Linked DNA regions of Gossypium hirsutum: region 2 is linked to region 1. A link is a contact called in public Hi-C data. All regions are on one chromosome and are shown on one strand. Each heading gives the region's core, a stretch centred on a gene start, on an enhancer-like site or on the middle of the called end of the contact. The rest is flanking DNA. Distances are from core to core; before and after follow the strand shown. Region 1 holds the start of LOC107920755 (transcription factor BIM2). Region 2 has its middle 36 kb from the start of LOC121225052.

Evidence for each region. Hi-C and Micro-C count contacts between places; a contact is called where the count stands out from the background.
Region 2: a Hi-C map of leaf shows a contact between it and region 1, with 2.0 times the contacts expected there. The contact joins the enhancer-like site here to the promoter of LOC107920755 in region 1. A contact is called at or near these places in 2 of 34 Hi-C or Micro-C datasets (hypocotyl and leaf).

Annotation. Positions count from the first base shown.
Region 1 is chrD13:18,726,356-18,731,315 of Gossypium_hirsutum_v2.1, reverse strand. It overlaps LOC107920755 (transcription factor BIM2), which reads left to right and starts at 1,818. Exons shown (of 7, transcript XM_016850600.2): 1 at 1,818-2,278; 2 at 2,477-2,561; 3 at 3,012-3,081; 4 at 3,199-3,294; 5 at 3,812-4,200; 6 at 4,342-4,456; 7 at 4,644-4,960. The coding sequence starts at 2,149. The coding sequence ends at 4,739.
Region 2 is chrD13:18,923,456-18,929,091 of Gossypium_hirsutum_v2.1, reverse strand. No RefSeq gene overlaps it. Among protein-coding and RNA genes, the nearest start is that of LOC121225052, 36 kb to the left of the region's middle. Within about 2 kb of position 2,896, at least 7 of the 9 cell types and tissues checked have an H3K27ac peak or open chromatin away from gene starts, as enhancers often do. A contact at or near this core is called in leaf, where this site is marked.

The DNA of each region.
Region 1 (4,960 bases), core at 569-3,068:
ATTCTCCTTGAAAGCCATACAACAAGATTGTAACACCCTTAACCCGTCTTCGTCGTTGGATTAGGGTTACGGAGTATTACATACATAATACGACAATTAATAACATTTAACTATCCAAATATCACATTAAATAACAAATAATCAAATTCAAATGTCATTCATAGCATAAATACGATTGCAGACCTTAAATCGGATTTACAGGGCTTTAAAAATAATTTGGGAACAATCAGAGACCAAATTGAAACAAAATTAAAAGTTTTAGAAAATTTAAAAATTTTGAAAACAGGGGTCACACGCTCGTGTGGTCAGGCTGTATGACAGAGCCCATACTGTGTGGCATAGGGACATGCCGTGCGCCAACCGTGTAACTTTCGAAATAATTTCACATGACCATGTCGCAGGCTATGTCCCAGACCATGTGACATGCTGACTTAAAATACACAGCCATGTAAAGAGACCGTGTGCAGCACATGATCGTGTGACAGCCGGTGTCCCAGGCCGTGTGCCCTTAATTTTTCCTGCAAATGCAAGTATACTAAAACATGCTTACTTGAACATCAAGCAACTCATTTACTATCAATTAAACCTATTCAAAACACACTTAAACAAGCCCAAAACATGCCAAAAATCATCTAACCTAAGTGCCTAAGCAATGTGCCCTCATTGACACCACAATTCAATATCCAAATCAAATTCACATTTCTTACCAATTTAGATTTCATTCAAAGTTCTCAAACACTTATAATATGCTACCGACAAAAGAAACCGAAAGAGAATTACTTCAGTCAATAAAATTCAAGTCAATAACAAAGCCATAACAATCTAAGTGAATTACCTCCAAATCTTCCTTGCCTTTCTACTCATTGATTTGTAGCTCAACTCATTGTGTTACTTCCACAATTAAGACTTCTTTGGAGTTAATTGTCTTGATCTTCTTGGTCAATTTGCTAACCGAAAGGCCAATTTTACCCATGGATTTCTCTGATATGGACAAGTCTGATGCCCCGTATTGACAAAAGCACTCTTTCTTTGACTTGCGATGTTGATGTCTACATATATCAACCCTTTTTGTTTATGATCCCTTTTCGTTTTCGCAAAATTAAGTATCATTGACCTAAGCTTTAAAGCCTCATTCTCTAGCTCCACATCATCTTCTTTACTGATCGTAGATCTCTTGGATCGCTTTAGACAGTCCTGCATCCTATGCGAACCATAATATAAGAAACACTTCACTGACTTCTTTTCATTCTCTCTGACCCTCTTGGCTTCAGCAAAACTTAAGATCGAACCAAGCTTCAATGGTGTTTTTTTAGGCTCATCATCCCTTTTGATGGTAGAAAACATGAATCGTTTTAGACAATCCTTTACCATATGCGAATCGTTACAAAGGAAGCATTTCACTGGTTCCTTCAGTTTGTTGTAGGGCTTCCACTTCCCATTATGTGGTTTCTTATTACCACCATTTCCACTATTGTTGTTTTTAACCTATTCTTCCTCATGGTCTTCCCCACCATTGACCTTCTCCCCTAGATTGGAAGACTCGAATTTATTTTTTCTTAGAACAAGCTCAATTAAGGACTCTGATATAGTCATGGCTTTGGTGAGTTCCTTGATCCCTTGATGTTGCAACTCTCATTACATGACTGGAAAAACAAAGAAACTGAGAGAGAGAAGGTTTGGTGACTACTACTTGGTAATCCAAGTGGAAATTAGGTGACAAAATTAATGTGCAACATCTTACTCATAATACTCTAATAAACAAATAGGTGATCGTTTGTATTAAACTGGTAATGTTAGTGACAGGTGTTGGATGATTGAATCATAATTTTAACTAGAGTTAAGAGGCAGTTTACTTATTTTATTTATTAATTATATAAATTATAAGTATTTAGTGGAAAATTACGTGATTTGAGAGCGAGAAAGAAACTAGTTTAAGCACACACACTGTTCTCGTCGCTGGGAACCAACCAACAAAAGGAGTTCCATAATTTTTGTTCTTCCAATCTCATTTTCTTTCCAAATTCCTTCACTTTTTTCCCTTCCTTTTATCTATTAGTTCCAGCAAATTGTCTTCTTTCTTTTCACTATCTTTACCTTCTTTATAGTGTGTATATATATTCTTTGTCATATCTGGAGGAGGAAAAAGAAATGAGAACGGGAAAGGGAAGTCAAGAGGAGGAAGAGTACGAGGAAGAAGAATTTGGTTCCAAAAAAGGAGGCTTTTCTTCAAATCAAACTATGTCTTTCAACCCCAACAACAATAGCACCACCAACAAAGGTATATTATTAGATTGGATCCCACTCTTCATGCCCAGATCTCCCTTTTCCCCTTTCTTCTTTCATTGTATATTTCTACATGATTGTTTCTTGAAAAGGGTATTCTTCTTTTACTTTTGTTGTATTTGGAATTCTGGGTTTTTTTTTTTGGTTCCTGTTCCGGTTTTGTTTTATATACATTCTGGGGGTGTGGAAGCAGATGGGAAAAACAATGATAAGGCTAACGCTATACGTTCAAAACATTCTGTCACGGAGCAGAGGCGGAGGAGTAAGATTAATGAAAGGTATTTGCTTCTCTTTTCTTAGTAGTTCTGTATGTTTATCAAGTTAAATTTCTGGTAATTGCATAAACCATTGATTATAATGGGTCGGGGTAGGTTGAGGCTTAGAAAGTTTTGAACTTTTTTAGCTTAGGGGTTGGGGTAGGTTGTGGGAATATTGATGATTGAAAAGGAAGTAGATTGTCTAGCTAACTGACTGCATTTATTGATGTGTTAAGCTATTCGATTGCATTAGGAACTGGAGGTGCTTATGAATCAGTTTAAAAGAATGGTTTAGTTTATAAGGTGTTTAACCTGAAATGGCTCCTTAAATTAAGCTGTTATTGGTCCTTTTCTAGCATTGAGTTAAATGCTATGGAATTACTATTGATGTTCTATGGATTCAACAGAGGTTGTGAATTTACGATGCTTGCTTAAATTTTGTGAACAATAATAGTTCTCTGATGCTTTTAGATTTCAAAGATTGAGAGATTTAATACCAAACACTGATCAAAAGAGAGATACGGCTTCGTTCCTGCTAGAGGTATGTCATGAATGTGGAAATAAGAAAATACCATACTATGTTATTTTATCTAGTTGTTTACCTTTTGAGAAAATTCCGCATAAAATTTTTATGGACTCGAACGATGTTCTTTTGTAGGTGATAGAGTATGTTCAATATTTACAGGAGAAGGTTCAAAAATATGAGGATTCATACCAGGGATGGAGTTCTGAGCCGGCGAAACTAATGCCATGGGTATGTTTGAGTAGTACGTTTTCTATCTTGAGGTTTAAATAGTATGTTTTTGTTTTTGGTTGGAGTGGTTAATTTGTAGTTTCATTAGGCTATTAGGTATCTACATTAGACATTTTGGTATTATTTGTGTTTAACCTCTTCATTAAGCTATTAGGTATCTATACCTTTCTTTTTACTTCCGATGGGAAATTCAGTTTCAGAAGCAACAAATTTCTTAACCAATGTTTTAATTATTGCTGCAACTTTTTGTTGCAGTAATGAGATAACATACTTGATTTATTTGATGTATATTACTGGATTTTTTTATTTTATATTAATTATTTCAATAATTTAATGCGTAAATCTATCTGCTCATAATTGCCGCTGTGTTTCGGTGCTTTATATTGCTTACTATCGAGGTGTTAATTTCTTTTATTAATAATGTAGTTTCTCTTGAACAAAGCCTCTGGATATGGTGCCTTCTTATTTGAGGTATTAAAACTCTGAATAATGACTGACTTCTTCCTTGCGGTAATAGAGAAATAGTCACTGGCATGTTCAGAGTCTCGTTGGTCACCCACAAGCTATTAAAAACGGTTCTGGCCCAGGGGCAACATTTGCTCGGAAGTTTGATGAGAATAACACCAATATTAACCCCACGGTGATCACAAGTGGGCCGAATGCTGTAGAAACTGATCCAATCAGATATGTTACATCCAAAACTATGGATTGCCAAACTGAGTTGGCAAACAACGGAACCCATCTGCCCATCCAAGGTGAGAATGTGCTTGTGCATCCCCTTCGGAGACCAGTCTCTGAGACTCAATCGACTGAGTGTCTTGTTGGCAATGATATACCGATCAATCAACAGGAGGATCTGACTATTGAAGGAGGAACAATTAGCATCTCTAGCGTCTACTCTCAAGGGTGGGTATATCTTCTTTCACTACTGTATTTTATATATTTAAGACCTTATCTAATACTTTTCTAACTTAAACAAAATTCCATTTAGGTTTAGGGTACTGAATATAAGCTGATAATATGTTTATGGATTTTGATGTTGACCAGCTTATTGAGCGCTCTGGCACAAGCACTTCAAGGCTCAGGTTTGGATTTGTCACAGGCCAACATGTCAGTGCAGATTGATCTTGGAAAACATGCAAATAGAGGGCTATCTGCTAAGGTACGACTGAAACAAAGAAAAATCTTGGTCTCCTTTTCTCGGTTGGTTCTGCTCTCGGGTTTATCGACAATTGTCTGATGTTCTTTGTTAAAACTTCTACAACTTTCTCGACGAAATTAGTCAATATACAATAATAGATTTGTATAAACTTGTGCTGGTTTTTATTTGTTTACTATAATGTTTACAGGAACCACATAATTCCCCCCATCAGGCAATGACCCATCTTAGAGATGTGAGCAGTGGAGAGGATTCTGATCATGCTCAAAAGCGACTGAAGAAATAAGACCGGCACCTGGGTTCCATAAAAGTTCATTTCAACTCGGTTATCCCACCTGATCTTTCTTTCCTGTTTCATCTTGGTTTCATTTGGTTATTGTATATGCTGCAGTTTTGGTTCTTTTCTAGAGGTCCAAGTATCGATCATTGTTTGTCGTAAGAGTAGTCCCCCTTAGATTATGTGTATTTTCATGGGGGTGGTTCATTAGAATTCTGTTAAGGTGATGT
Region 2 (5,636 bases), core at 1,647-4,146, 200 kb before region 1:
TAAATTATATATTAATTTAAAATAGAAGTTTTAATTTCTGAATAATTCAGAGATCATTTTGTAGCTTTTACTAATAATCTTGTGACAGATATATTTTATCTTATTTTATATTATTGAGTAATTTTGATTTTTCTTTCCTTGTATTAGTCGGGGTAGAAATTAAAATATAATTAATTTTTCTATATTTATCAAAATAAGTAAAATTAAAAAAAAACTTTGAGTTGGCAGTGAAAATAAATATAATTGGCAAAATAATATATATTTAATAGCCTATATATGATAAATCGATCATTTATTTGTATGTAAAAGATTCTTAATTATTAACATCAAACTAAATTCAATCAATTAATCAATTATAAAATCAGTAATTTATTAAATTAAATAAAAAATTGACAATTTATTCACATAAAATCAAATAAACTAATCAAACATAATTTATTCAATTAAATCGAAAATCGATAATTTATTCACATTAAACCGAATAAACTAATCAAACATAATTTATTCAATTAATCTAATATATAAAGTAATTTATGAATTTGAATCTCAAATTTAATAATTTGTGTATTTGTTTTTGCTTGGGTAAATAATACGTGGAGAATTCACAATCATAATTTAAACCTCAAATTATGTAATAAGCTGCAAATTTTCCACCTCTCAAACATATGGTGGGGGCGGTGGGGGCGGTGGGGGCAGTGGGGGTATTGCATTGATAAGGTTAGGAGAATAAAAAAATAAAATTAGTTATATAACAATAAATTTTCCACTTCTCAAATTTTGTAATAAGCTGCAAATTCAAGTTGAGCTTGAATGTCATTTCAAAAATCTATGTATGACATGTAGAACATGAATTTAAGTTGAGCTTGAAAATTTCATGCTAATTACTACAATTGAAGTAATTGGATAGGCAGCATAAACTAGAGAATTTGATGTTTTATCCCTAATCAAATTGTATATTCCAATAAATTAATGGCATACATCAAGAGCCAGAAACATATACTATATATGGAATAACAAATTGAGCATGCAAAGATCTTTCTCCTTGCATTTACGTGCAAAGAGCACAGATCAGGAAGGGATTTTTCTAATATTTTCATTTTCTAAAACTCAAAAATAATAATTAAAATATAACCACACAAAAATTTAAAAAATTTGAGATGTTTTTTTTTAAGAAAACTAGTTAGGGAAACATAGGGAAACATAGGAATAAATACCTTAAATTTGCTCAAATTCGAAGCAAACTTTTGGAAAAAAAAAAAGAAGTAAATTAGTACCGAATATGAATAAAAGAAAAATTATAAAATCATGTTCTTTTTTCCTTTCACAAATATTCTAGCATGCAATTATATTATCAACTGCACGAAAAATACATAAAAGAACTAAAAAGGAAAAAAAATTAGCACCAAGCATTCATAATTCAACAAAATTCAGAAATCGAAATATCAAATCAGCATTCAAAAATTTCTAAAAATCCAAACATCGTTATCATCATCATCATAATTTTGAATGAATAGAGAAAGTAAATTACTGTACAAGCTTAAACATATTGTTCCTATTCCATTACTTGTTAAAGAAACCCACCAACTAGCAGTATATCATATTTCAAACTAGCTACTCCTATATCATCAAATGTTACTGCAAAAATAATAAAGATAACTATTTCATTATGGTTCAAACAATCAAAGTGAAGAGAACATGGAAATGCAATACACCAAACTCATTATGAACCTAATTAATTCATCTTAAACATAGTTTCACTGTTAACAGAGTTTTCCTGTATCATTAGCATTTGATTAATTGCATAAAAGGTTCTCAAGAAGCACGCATTGAAGATTAAGGAATAAAGTAAAATCAAAACTGGAGAATTTGGCAAGTATATTTTGCTCCACAGTAGTAAACAACTTACTAGAAAACAATCTAACCTAAATATTCTAACCATAAAATTGGGAGTAGAAATTGGAAAGTATATTTTGCTCCACTGTAGTAACAAATCTGAATGACCATTCTAACAAATCATATTCATTGATAAAAAATTAAAGAGACAAACTGGGAGTAAGGGATTTAATTTTAATGACTAGAAAAGGTAAGTTGGGGAATATGAGGTTTTAATTCACAATGATCAATTTAGTATCTTTTATTCATTCAACTATAGTATCTCAAATCAGAATAAAAGAACTTGGAACACATGATTTTCTTTATTCACCCTAGTTAATTCACTAAAATCATACACAAGAAACAAATAGATTAAAACAGAGACAAAAAAGCCAACACCTAGAAAACAGACAATCAATAAAAGAAAACAAATTTATCTCAAACACGAAAATTCCCATAGCCCAATCATCGAATTTTTTAATAAGAAAAAGAGTATTTAAATTAAGTAAAAGAAACAAATTACCAGGAAATCACCTAACATGGAATAGAATGACCTAACCTGCGAAGGAGGGGGGCCATAGCGTAACAAAAAATAGAATGACCTAACATGGAAATCACGGAAACATACCGAAAATGCCAACCCAATAACTCGAAGAACCGTTAGAATCCCCACAAATGAACAAAGCCTACCATGCATATCCACATACAAAAAACCTAAGCAATAACAAAACAAACAAGAATTCCAAACAAATTCCATTAGATACAGAACACCCATTACTCCAAACACCCCAAATTCAAAAGGCAACCTAATAATAAGACCAATAATAAAAGCTTCAAGGAATAAAAGCCAAATACCCAGTCAACGGAGAAATTAGGGATTTGCTGAGATTTTTACCAGTCAGCCCAAACGAGAAGCGATATTGGAGCGAGAAGAAGGCCAGAAAACGACAGTAAAGGGGTGAAAGATCTAGGGATTTACAGGAGAGGAGAAAGACGGAAGGAGAGTCGAGGTGGGAGAGATTTAGACTTAGAACAACAGACCCAATAAAAAATGATGTCGTTTAAGTCAAATTGAAATTTCAATATTTATGGTGTTTTACAAAAAAAAAAAGCCACTAATTGCATAACATTTGCGGCATTTTACAATAAAAAAGCCACTAAAAATTATATTCCTAAAGTGAAACGGTGCCCTTTTGAAAAATTTTAATATATATTAACGCATTTTTGGTCCAAATGCCACTAATGATTGACAAATTTTCACAATTTTATATTTAATTTTTATATATTTCATATAAATTTTAAATAATAATTTTTTTGTAAATTTAAGTAATATAAATTTTAATCTATTAAAATTAATATTATCTCTTTTACAATTATATAATAAATTATTTAATATATAAATTAAAAAATACTAATTGATTTAAACCCTAAACCATAACCCTCTCCCCAAAACCTAAAACCCTAAACCATAAACCCATATCCCTTAACTGCTAACACCTAAACCTAAAACCCCAACCCTTAAACCATAACGCCTAAACCCCTATCCTCTATCCCCTAAACACTGAATCATAAAACATGAACTATAAACCCTAAACCCCTAACCCTTAACCTTTAACACCTAAACCTCAATCCCTAACCCTTAAACCACAAACCATAAACCATAATCCCTAAACCTCTAACTCCTATCCCCTAAATCTTGAATCATAAAACATAAATTATAAACGCTAAACCCCTAACCCCTAACCCTTAACCCCTAACACCTAAACTTTAAACCCCAACACTTAAAACATAACCCATAAACCATAATCCTTAAACCCTTAACCCTTATCCTTTAAACCCTAAATCATAAAACATAAATTATAAACCCTAAACCCCTAACCCTTAAACCCCAACCCTTAAACAATAAATAATAAACCATAATCCTTAAACCCATAATCCCTAAACTACTAATACCTCTAAAGCTCAACAAAAAAGAGGTCATTTTCCTCAACTTTTTTGCGTCGATTTCCAAAAAGCGTCGCTATTGCTTGATGATTAGCGGCGTTTCTGAATAAGAGCCGCTAATGCTCAATCTATTGCGGCATTTATTGAAAAGCGCCGCTAATGTCACTAAAGCTCAACAAAAAATGACATCATTTTGCTTAACTTTTTTGCGGCGCTAATGCTTGACCTATAACGGCGTTTTACAAAAAGCACCGTTAATGCTCGATCTTTAGCGGCATTTCTCAATAAGCGCCGCTAATGATTGATCTATTGCGGTGTTTGTCAGTAAGCCCTGCTAATTCTAGAAAAGCACAAAAAGGAAACGAGGTCATTTTGCTAAATTTTTTTGTGGCGTTTTCCAAGAAACGCTGCTAATGCTTGAACTTTAGTGGCTTTTTTTGCTATTGCTCGAACTTTAGCGGTGTTTCTCAACAAGTTCCGCTAATGATTGATTTATTGCGGCGTTTGTTAAAACTCGCCGCTAATGTCCTTAAAGCTCAACAACAAAATGACGTCGTTTTGCTTAACTTTTTTGTGGAGCTTTTACAAAAGCGCCGCTAATGCTCGATCTATTGCGGTGTTTTAGAAAGAGCACCGCTATTGCTTACCTATTGCGGCGTTTGTTTAAATTAGCCACGAATGCTCAATTTATTACGGCATTTTTGGTTCAAATGCCGCTAAAAACTTTTTTTGCTGTAGGGCATCTATGACACAATAGTAGAACCATAGTGAAGTACTCTCCAAATTAAATGGAATGATAAGAACAAATGAGAATGATCACAGAGTTCTCGAAAAGATTCAGGTAAAAAAGGGTTTACTCACTGAGTTCTTAAGAACTTACCTCTGTGTTTATGTCACAGGTAAGATGAGATAGGACTACACCAAGAGGGACAATGTTAGGGCTACACCAGAGAGATTGGCGGGATGGGCTATTATGCATACAGAGCGAGTAAAGTGGCGTGGTTAAGTTTGAAAGAACATAGTAAAGAAGCTATGAAAATTATTTATAAGCCTTATAGATTGAACAAGATATGATGGGAAGAATACTTAGCCAGTAATATTGATTATAGGCAGATTAAGTAAAGTAATGTAAATATATGTAACATATATGTACTTGTAAATTCCTTGCCAAGTGAAAGGTTTTCTTCAATACTTTTAAGTATACACTGTACACCCAGTTGTGAGTTGGTTGGGCAACATTACTAAATAAGATTTATTTGTTGAAAGTTTGTGTGTCTTATTTTAATATAGGTTTGTAATAGAGTGGTGACACCCGAGATCAGGGTTCAATGATTCGAATTAGGTTCAAGGCATTGCAAGTTTTGGTATCAGAGCTAAGGTTTAGCTGGTTCTCAGATAATGAAAGATAAAGAAGCCCCGTATGCCAAATGCACCAAGCCTGGCTTAGCCTCTCAAGTATGTTAAATTTTCTTTACTATGAGGTTAATGTAGAACTAACAGCTAAAAAAGGAGAATAATGACGAAATAAATTAACAAATGAAAGACAAAAGTTCATTCCATTAATAAAGGGATGTCTTACAAAATGGGAAGTAATAAAAAGAAAGTGCAAAAATAATATAAAAGAGAATCTCAGTTTCTTCCTTTAGTGAGCTGGTTGGCAGGACCAATCGAAGCCTCATCTAGCTGAGGATTTCCTTCAAGGATTTGCTCTGCTCTTACCAAGTCATTTCCTTTATCCTCAACTTCGAGCATAGTAGGGATACAAAAGACAATGGATTTCTTCCACTCTTCTTGGAAGGCCTCCCACTCCTCACCCTCGA